Linked DNA regions of Rattus norvegicus: regions 1 and 2 are each linked to region 3. A link is a contact called in public Hi-C data. All regions are on one chromosome and are shown on one strand. Each heading gives the region's core, a stretch centred on a gene start, on an enhancer-like site or on the middle of the called end of the contact. The rest is flanking DNA. Distances are from core to core; before and after follow the strand shown. Region 1 holds the start of Zfp11 (zinc finger protein 11). Region 2 holds the start of Nipsnap2 (nipsnap homolog 2). Region 3 holds the start of Sfswap (splicing factor SWAP).

Evidence for each region. Hi-C and Micro-C count contacts between places; a contact is called where the count stands out from the background.
Region 1: a Hi-C map of hepatocytes shows a contact between it and region 3, with 1.5 times the contacts expected there. The contact joins the promoter of Zfp11 here to the promoter of Sfswap in region 3. A contact is called at or near these places in 2 of 12 Hi-C or Micro-C datasets (hepatocytes and liver).
Region 2: a Hi-C map of hepatocytes shows a contact between it and region 3, with 1.8 times the contacts expected there. The contact joins the promoter of Nipsnap2 here to the promoter of Sfswap in region 3. A contact is called at or near these places in 3 of 12 Hi-C or Micro-C datasets (Schwann cells, frontal cortex and hepatocytes).

What each region holds. Positions count from the first base shown.
Region 1 is chr12:32,663,034-32,665,733 of GRCr8, reverse strand. It overlaps Zfp11 (zinc finger protein 11), which reads right to left and starts at 1,311. Exons shown (of 3, transcript NM_001408756.1): 1 at 1,284-1,311.
Region 2 is chr12:32,578,984-32,581,683 of GRCr8, reverse strand. It overlaps Nipsnap2 (nipsnap homolog 2), which reads left to right and starts at 1,381. Exons shown (of 10, transcript NM_001394370.1): 1 at 1,381-1,497. The coding sequence starts at 1,421.
Region 3 is chr12:32,814,725-32,817,424 of GRCr8, reverse strand. It overlaps Sfswap (splicing factor SWAP), which reads left to right and starts at 1,393. Exons shown (of 19, transcript NM_001400984.1): 1 at 1,393-1,769. The coding sequence starts at 1,552. It overlaps LOC134481178 (a long non-coding RNA gene), which reads right to left and starts at 1,527. Exons shown (of 2, transcript XR_010056506.1): 1 at 1,394-1,527.

The DNA.
Region 1 (2,700 bases), core at 62-2,561, 150 kb after region 3:
AAAGCTAAAAGTGACAGGTCCCTGTACAGTCCCAGAAAGTGTTTCTGGTATATACTTCCAGGAGCTACAAAAAAGCATGAGCTCTAATTTCTTTGCAACAGTAATTTAACCCCAGACTGGGAGCTCTTATCAAAAAGTTAAACCAGCTCTCAGGAAGCATAAAAGAGAGAAAAGAAAAGAAAAGAAAAGAAAAGAAAAGAAAAGAAAAGAAAAGGACAGACAGACAGACAGACAGGCAGAAAAAAAAAAAAGCCTCCGGGCCAGCATGGGCTACCTGGAGAGACGTCATTAGAAGGAAAAGGGGGGCGGGGCGGGGAGGTTCTAGGGAACATAAACATGGGGAGGGGCAGCCCTTGGGAACTATTGGTAAGATGGCAAATTGACTATATGAATTTTTAAATAATGTGAAAGCTCTACATAAAGAAGTTAAAGTTGACTTACTATATGACCCAAAAGTCATAGTACAGAGTAAGTACACCAGGACAAGGACACAGTTATAATATTATAGTAGCCAAGATATGTAAACAAACGCAATGTCTTCAGATAAAATATACCAAACGTTCCCCCTATCCACTTGGTATCCAGCCTTAAAAGCTGCGGGCTCACAGATCCGCCCTAGGGCAGAATTCCAGGGACCTTAACAACTCCTATCCTGAAACCTGGCACCGGTAGCATTTATTATCTGCACTTGAGATCCGAAGTACTGAAATCCGGTACCGAAAAAAAAAAATAATAATAAAAGACCCATCACCTCTGAAATCAGCCAGGGGAAAGCTCAACCCAAAGATTTCGTGCTAAAATGTCTGTGCCTAGGGAGAAGTGTGACGTGAAAAGTTTTACCAGGAGTCCCGTGCTTTCTGCACCGGCGCAAAGTCCACGAACACAAAACAAGTTCTTTCAAATTGCCACCTGGTGTGCACCGGGGGGAGAAATATAAAAAGCACAGAGTCTGTTTGAAATCTACACGGGGACAGCTTAATGTGAAGACAGGAAACTGGCATGGAAAAGTCTTAGGAAGTCACTGTCCTGAATGGACGCTGCCAGTGATGTAGGAAGCTCAGGAGAAGGGGGCGCGGACCCCAGCCCAAAGCTTTTCTCGGGCAGAACTTGCACACGGGGAGTCGGGGTGTCCCCAGTATCCCGCCATCGGGCTGCCAGACTTGTGCCCTCGCCGCGAGCCGAAAGAGCCGCCCCAGAAGGAGTCGACCCGGGACTCGCCTCCAACCCTGCACGGCTGCAGCTACAGCAAAACCTCCTGGCTCTGAGGCCGGGCCCCGACTCACCATGTCCGGATTCCGGAACGGATCGTTTCCGCGGTGTTCCATTCCGGGGTGTCCGGGTTCTCCCGTCTCCGGTTTCCGCAGGGTTCCATTCCGGGGTATCTGGGTTTCCCGGATCTCCGGGTTACACGGTGAGCCGTTCCGGAGTGTTTGGGTTCCGACTTGTCTAGGAATCCTCCCCGTGAGTCCAAGTTGTGAGGGCACAGGCTGACCGGCAAAAGCTGGACCGGAGATGCAAATAGGAAACGGACTCCAATGTCGGTGGCAACCCACACAAGGCTCGCCTAGGTTGGAGCCTGTCTCCATGGCAGTTCTCAAGCTAGAGGTCCTGAATGGAGACCACTTCTGGGCTTTCCACAGCCTTGCTTGACAGTGCAATCATTTCCAAGCTGAGTAGGGACAAAAATGATAGGTTTTGCTGTATAGATTATTTTTAGCAATTCTCTTCAATGCAATTGAATTTTTAGCAATTCAATTTCGTACAATGTATTTTGACCGATCTACTCCTGTATCTTTTGCATGTCCATATAGTAGCTTCAAATCTCTATTAGATATGAATTAAATATCATAGCATGGCAACATGACTCCCACTTTGTTCTGGAAAGAATACTCTGATAGACACAGAATCCTGTATTGATATTCTTTTTCTCTGACTTTATACATGTAACTTTGTTTTTTATGTTGTTTGTTTGTTTGTTGAGACAGGGTTTCTCTATGTATCCTTGGCTGTCCTGGAACTCTGTAGACCATGCAGGCTTCAAACTAAGAAATCTGCCTGCCTCTGCCCCTGAGTGCTGGGATTAAAGGCATATACCACCGCCACTGGCTTCATTTTTTTTAAGATTTATTTTTATTTATATGAGTACCCTGTAGCTGTCTTCAGACACACCAGAAGAGGATATTGAATCCCATTACAGATGGTTGTGAGCCACCATGTGGGTTCTGGGAATTGAACTCAGGACCTCTGGAAAAGCAGTCAGTGCTCTTAGCTGCTGAGCCATCTCTCCAACCCCCCCCCCAGCTTCATTTTTTTAATTTCTATTACTGATTTCATATTTCTGTAACTGAGATCATAGGTTGCCTAGATATGTGTTGATTTTGCTGGTTTCTTTCTTGGTTTTCGGTTAATCTTTGAATGTTTCCAGTTTAGCTATGGTGTAACTATGGTCACTATTGCTGCGAAACACCATGACCAAAGCACCTGGGGGAGGAAAGTGTTTCTTTTCCTTATACTTCCACAGCACTGTTCATCACTGAAGGAAGTCAGGACAGGAACTGAAAAAGGACAGGAGCCTGAAGGCAGGAACTGATGCAGAGGCCATGGTGGAGTACTGTTTGCTGGCTTGATCAGCTTACTTTTTTCATATAATCCGGGACCACCAGCCACAATAGGCTGGGCCATCCCTTACCAAACACTAAC
Region 2 (2,700 bases), core at 132-2,631, 240 kb after region 3:
ACAGCTCATTGGTAGAGCACATGCCTAGCATATACCAGGCCCTAAGTACATTGGGAAAGGAGGAGAGCACAGGACTAAAGAACTGATGAAAATCCAGAGCAAAATGGCAATGGGGGTGAGGTGGGGATGCAGAAAAAAGGGAGGTCTAATGCTAAATAGCACAAAAGCAGAGTCATCAAAGAAATGCGTAAATGCAAGAGAGTTGAAACTCTTAACATACAAAGTTGAGTCAAGTGCAGTAATGTATACCTATGACCCCAGCACTGAAGTGGTGGGGGCAGGAGAACTGAGAGTTTGAGGCTATCCTGGATGAATAATGATCCTGTTAATAAACGAACTGAGTATGACGGCTCATGCAAGTAACCTCAAGATCCAGGAGGGTAAAACTAGAGGACCCAAGAACAGGACCCAAGAGTGTTTGTACACTTTGCCCTTGTGTTTGTACACTTAACTCTTGAGATTCTTCTAAACCCTCGGAGTATAACTTGTCCGATGCTCTGAATAAAGGCTATTGCTTGAGACTTTAGTCCACCTCACTTTTAGGCTCCATTCTCCCAGGTTCCATTCCCCCTCAGGAGTGGTTAACCATCGCTGTGAGGCTGGATTGGGCTCCACATAAAGACCCTGTCTCAGCTAACTTGGGAAGTTCACGGCAGTTCACAACTGTCTGCAACTCCAGTTCCAGGGGTCCCACACCCTCACACAGACATAGGTGCAGGCAAAACACTAGTGATGCGCATAGACTAGGAAGAGAAATTTTAAAAAGATAAAGAAAACCATACCTCTTGAACTTCAAGATTACAGGTGGTAGAGAATCACCTCCCATCCCACTTCTTACCAGAAACTCACAGGCAGCCACCAATCTGTCTCTTGACCTTTGCTACTTGCTCCCCATTTCTCTGCTTCCTCGGGATCTAGCTCTGTTTCTGCCTACTCTTGTCTTGCTGAAGTTTCATGCTTGTATCCGTAGTTCTTTTATTATCCTCACAGAGTACATTTTCCCCTAGACCAGAGGTTCTCGGCTTTCCTGGTGCTGCTACACTTTAACACGTTCGTCATTTTGTGGGGACCTTCAACCATAAAATCAGGCTCTGGATTCTCCCATGCACAGTTCTATTCCTTTCTCGTGGATCTCCCCGTGGACAATCCAGCGCCAACCAGGTTCCTTTCTCACACCCATCTTGGGACACTGAGCTCCCCTCGCAGATCTAAGCTTATCTTCAACAACTACTTGGCGCGCCCCCTGGCGGCAGCCCCGAGGCTGCACGCTGCTCCCCCTAGCGGCCGCGCCCCTGCACTACAGCGGCCTAGCGCCCTGCCCCGCCCCGCCCCAGCCTGGTCGGCCCGGCCGGGGGAGGGGTCGCGGCAGCGGCGGCGTCAGCGACACCGAGGCGGTAGGAGCTTCAGGCTCCGGAGCAAGATGGCGGCGCGGGTGCTGCTCGCGCGAGGAGGCCTGCTGCGGCCAGCCGCCCCCGGCAGCTTCCTGCCCGGGCTCCGGTGAGCAGCGCCGCCCTTTCCGGGGCCCGGCCGGGGAGGGGCCGCCGTGGGGCGAAGGGCGCGGGGTCCCCGGGGCGGGGAGGGGACGCCGGGGGCCGGCCTCCGAGTCCCAGGCGACGGAGGGTTGGCGTGGCTGCAGCGCCTTCCCCGGGCCCCTTGGGGCTCAAGGTCACGGTCCTGCCGGCGCCGCCCTTGCCGGGGACGCCCGGGATCGCGGGCCATGTCCGCCCGCAGCCTCCGCGCGCTGCGCCCCCCGCAGTAGCGATGCCTCGCCCCAGGTCGCGAAAGAATGGCGGGTTCCCCCCAGGGAAGCTGCACCCCGAGGTCCCCACTCGGGACAGCCCTTAAATTTGAAAGCGGAGTGGATTAAAAAAAAAAAAAAAGTAACCGACGGTGGCGGAGTTCGCAGTTGAAACTTTTTCTTCTCCTAACCTCGGTGGAGTCTGTTCGGTTGTGTCCACCTGTCACCTTGACATCCCCACGTTTATTAAGTAACGAAAGGCCATCCGAATTTCCAGATTTGTTTTCCCTTCTTGCCTTCCTTTGTATTGTTTTTCATCTCTAAACTGTTTTCAGGATTTATATATATTTTTTTATGTATATAAGTGTTTGCCTACCTGGACGTCTATTACATATGTGCCTGGGGCAGCCAGAAGGTTTTGGATCCCCACTACCGGAGTTACAGCCTGTTGGGAGCCGCCATGTCGGGGTTGGGAATGGAATCCTCTGCTAGAGCAGCAAGTGTTCTTAACCCCTGAGCCATCTCTCCAGCCCCTATTTATTTATTTGTTTATTTGTTTATTTATTTGTTTGTTTATTTATTTATTTATTTATTTATTTATTTATTTATTTATTTATTTATTTGAGACAAGGTCTTGCTACATATATCCAGGCTGGCCTCGAACTTTCTGCAAACCTTCTGCTTCAGACTCGGAAGTACTGTAGTTTCAGGTGTGCACTACCGAGGCCAGCCTTGGCTAACTGAAATGTTGCCTTTGTTTTTTGTTTTTTGGGTTTTTTTTTTATATCTCTGCGTGCATGCACACGTGTGTTTGTAATTGATTTTTCTCCCACCAAGTGGGTCTGGGAAATTGTAGTTCATCAAACTTAGAAGCCAGTTTCTTTACCCCTTAAGCCATCTCAACAGCCCCGGAACTTTTCTTAAGATTTGTTTGTATGAGTGTTTTTACCTGCATATATGTA
Region 3 (2,700 bases), core at 144-2,643:
TTTCTTATCATTCCTCAGTATGTATCATATTAATGTCTAGATTTTTTATGTTAGATTAACTTTAAAAATTGCTGATGGAGTCGGGGTGATGGTCAAGCAATGCCTTTAATCCTAGCAGTTGTGAGGGAGAGGCAGGATGATCTCTGAGTTGGAGGCCAGCTTGGTCTACAGAGCAAATTTTAGAACAGTCAAGGCTACAAAGAGACACTGTCTGCTGGTGTGTGTGTGTGTGTGTGTGTGTGTGTGTGTGTGTGTGTGTGTGTGTGAGTGTGAGTGTGCATGCGTGTGCGCCCTGAGTTACTTTACTTAAAAATCATTAAATGAGTTTTGGCTTTAGGTTTAAGACGTCTCTGCAAAGTAACCTTCTCCACATCATAACTGTTTTACTTAGTATACCTTCTAGTCCGTGTACATGTTCATATGCATGTGCGCAGTGTGTACACAAATGCACATGGAGGCCAGAGGTCAATTGTTTCCCTAAATCGCCATCCACTTTTTAAAAACATAGTTATTTATTGGGGGGAGGGGCTACGTGCTCGAAGTCCTTCTCTCCTTCCATCATGTCGAATTCGATCTAACTCGAGTCGCCTACACACATACACACAAAATAAATAAGTTAAACTAAAACGAAAAGGGCTGCAGATATAAACCAGTGATAGTGAGGCCCTGGGTCTATGTTCAGAGCTGAAAGAAATACAGAGTTTTTTTCTTAAGGACCATTGGTGTTCTCTCCGGTCCGACTCTGAACCAATCATCTGGGTCAGACACCAGAAAAACTGCAGCCCAGCAGAGTTCATGTCGATAATACTAGCATCTTAACTGAGCTAGGACTGCCAGAGTTCCAGGCCAATTTGGGTCACAATTGACATCCTGTATTTTAAAATAGAAAAAAAGGATCTGCTTCCCAGAAGGAAACATCCCGTCTCGCTGTTTCCTAGCTGGAGTTTTCCTCCGCCACTGAAGCTCCTAGCCATTGAAAGCCCGCCACCTCGAATATTTAGGGCTCACAAGTCTTGGAAGCTTCCTCAGTCAGATGACTAGGGCTAGGCTTCCTAGTGATCTAAAAAACGGGATGTCAGAAATGAGCAAAAGCCCGTTGGTCTCACTAAGAAAGCTGAGACGCGCTCTCAACGAGATCCCACTTTGCCTACACACCTCGCAGCCGCCTTCCAGCTACAGCGGAAGTTGGCGCGCGGCCACAAACCGCGCTTTCGCCACATCGTAGGAGGTCTCCAAAAAAAGCATAAGTAAAATTTTCTCATAAACACAAATTACTATCTCAAGATAAAATTGTACAACGAAAACTAAGGTCTACGTATTTTTTAGCTATTCAAACGGCTTGTGATCGTGGCGAATCTACCACTACTACTTCCGGAAAGTGCGGGCTTCCTACCGGAAGTTGCGTTTCCTCCATTTTGTGGCTCGCTATGGCGGCTGTGTTGAAGTTACGAAGAGGATGCGGCGCCTTTGACTGAGAGGGTAGGCCAGGCGAGGCATCAGGGACGTTGTTCGGCACAGCAGCAGACCGGCCCGGACGTCGTGGACGCTGTCATGTACGGTGCCGGCGGGGGCCGCGCCAAGGCGGAGAGGAAAGGCGGAGTGAAGGAGGAGGCCGGGCCCGGTGGCACCGGCACTGGGGGCAACCGGGTGGAGCTTCTGGTTTTCGGCTATGCCTGCAAGTTGTTCCGCGACGACGAGCGGGCTTTGGCCCAAGAACAGGGACAGCACCTCATCCCCTGGATGGGGGACCACAAGATCCTCATCGACAGGTCGGTTCCTCCCCCCACCCGTCGACCCTCCCCTCCCTCGCCCGCTTGATTTCGCCTGATGTTGACTTGATGGCCAGGACCGAAAAGGGGGTTTTGCGGAGCCCGGGGACTCGGGGGCCTCCCTGCCCCCACGTTCCCCGGCGTCCGGGGGGAGGGGACGGTGAAACCGGCCCTAAGGCTCCGGCCAGAGCTGGCGCCGCGCCGTCGCCGGAGGGATCGACTCTGCTCCCGCAACCCCTCGAGCCCGGGCTGCTGCTGGCGACTCAGCGCGGTGGAAGCTGCCCGGGCCTCCCGCCCGCGCCGTGGGGCGGGTGCCGCTGTCCCTCCGCTGGCTGTGCGGGAGGGAGCCCGGGAGTGCGCTTTTGTTCCTCCGAAACGCCGCACGCCGAGGCCGTGGGTAGAAGCTTCTTTTGGACCCCGTGAGTTAGCCTGAACTGTCTCTGGCCGGCTTGACTTTTGGCGTCCGGCGAGCCCTTCCCCGCGGTTATGCGACCATTTGACCAACCGCGGTAGTGGGTGAAGTTGCTGTCTGTTGGAAGCCGGTCGACCCCGTGCGGACCTTGCTCTTAGGGGTAGCGTGCTTAGAGCTGGTTTCACTGTTTTCTAAAACTGAAGGGTGGAGCTGGGTTTACCTTTGTGTTGTTTCTTTTCAAATCACATCCACTGAAGGGCACCCTGAGTTGAGGGTAAAGGGGTGGGAATGTGGATTTCTGAAGGTGTTTGATTTGAAAAGAATGGCATTACATGATTGGGTGGTTTGCTCCCCACCTACCTCTCTTCTCATTTTTTCAGTCCCTCTTTCCTCCTCCACCATCCCGGGTTTGGGTATTTGTCCTTCCGTTGGGCAATAGTGCTTCTGGGGCCAGGACTGAAAGGTTCACTTGAGCAACTATTAAGCTGTGGAGTGGTTTTCTCCAAGTGAAGGAAATCC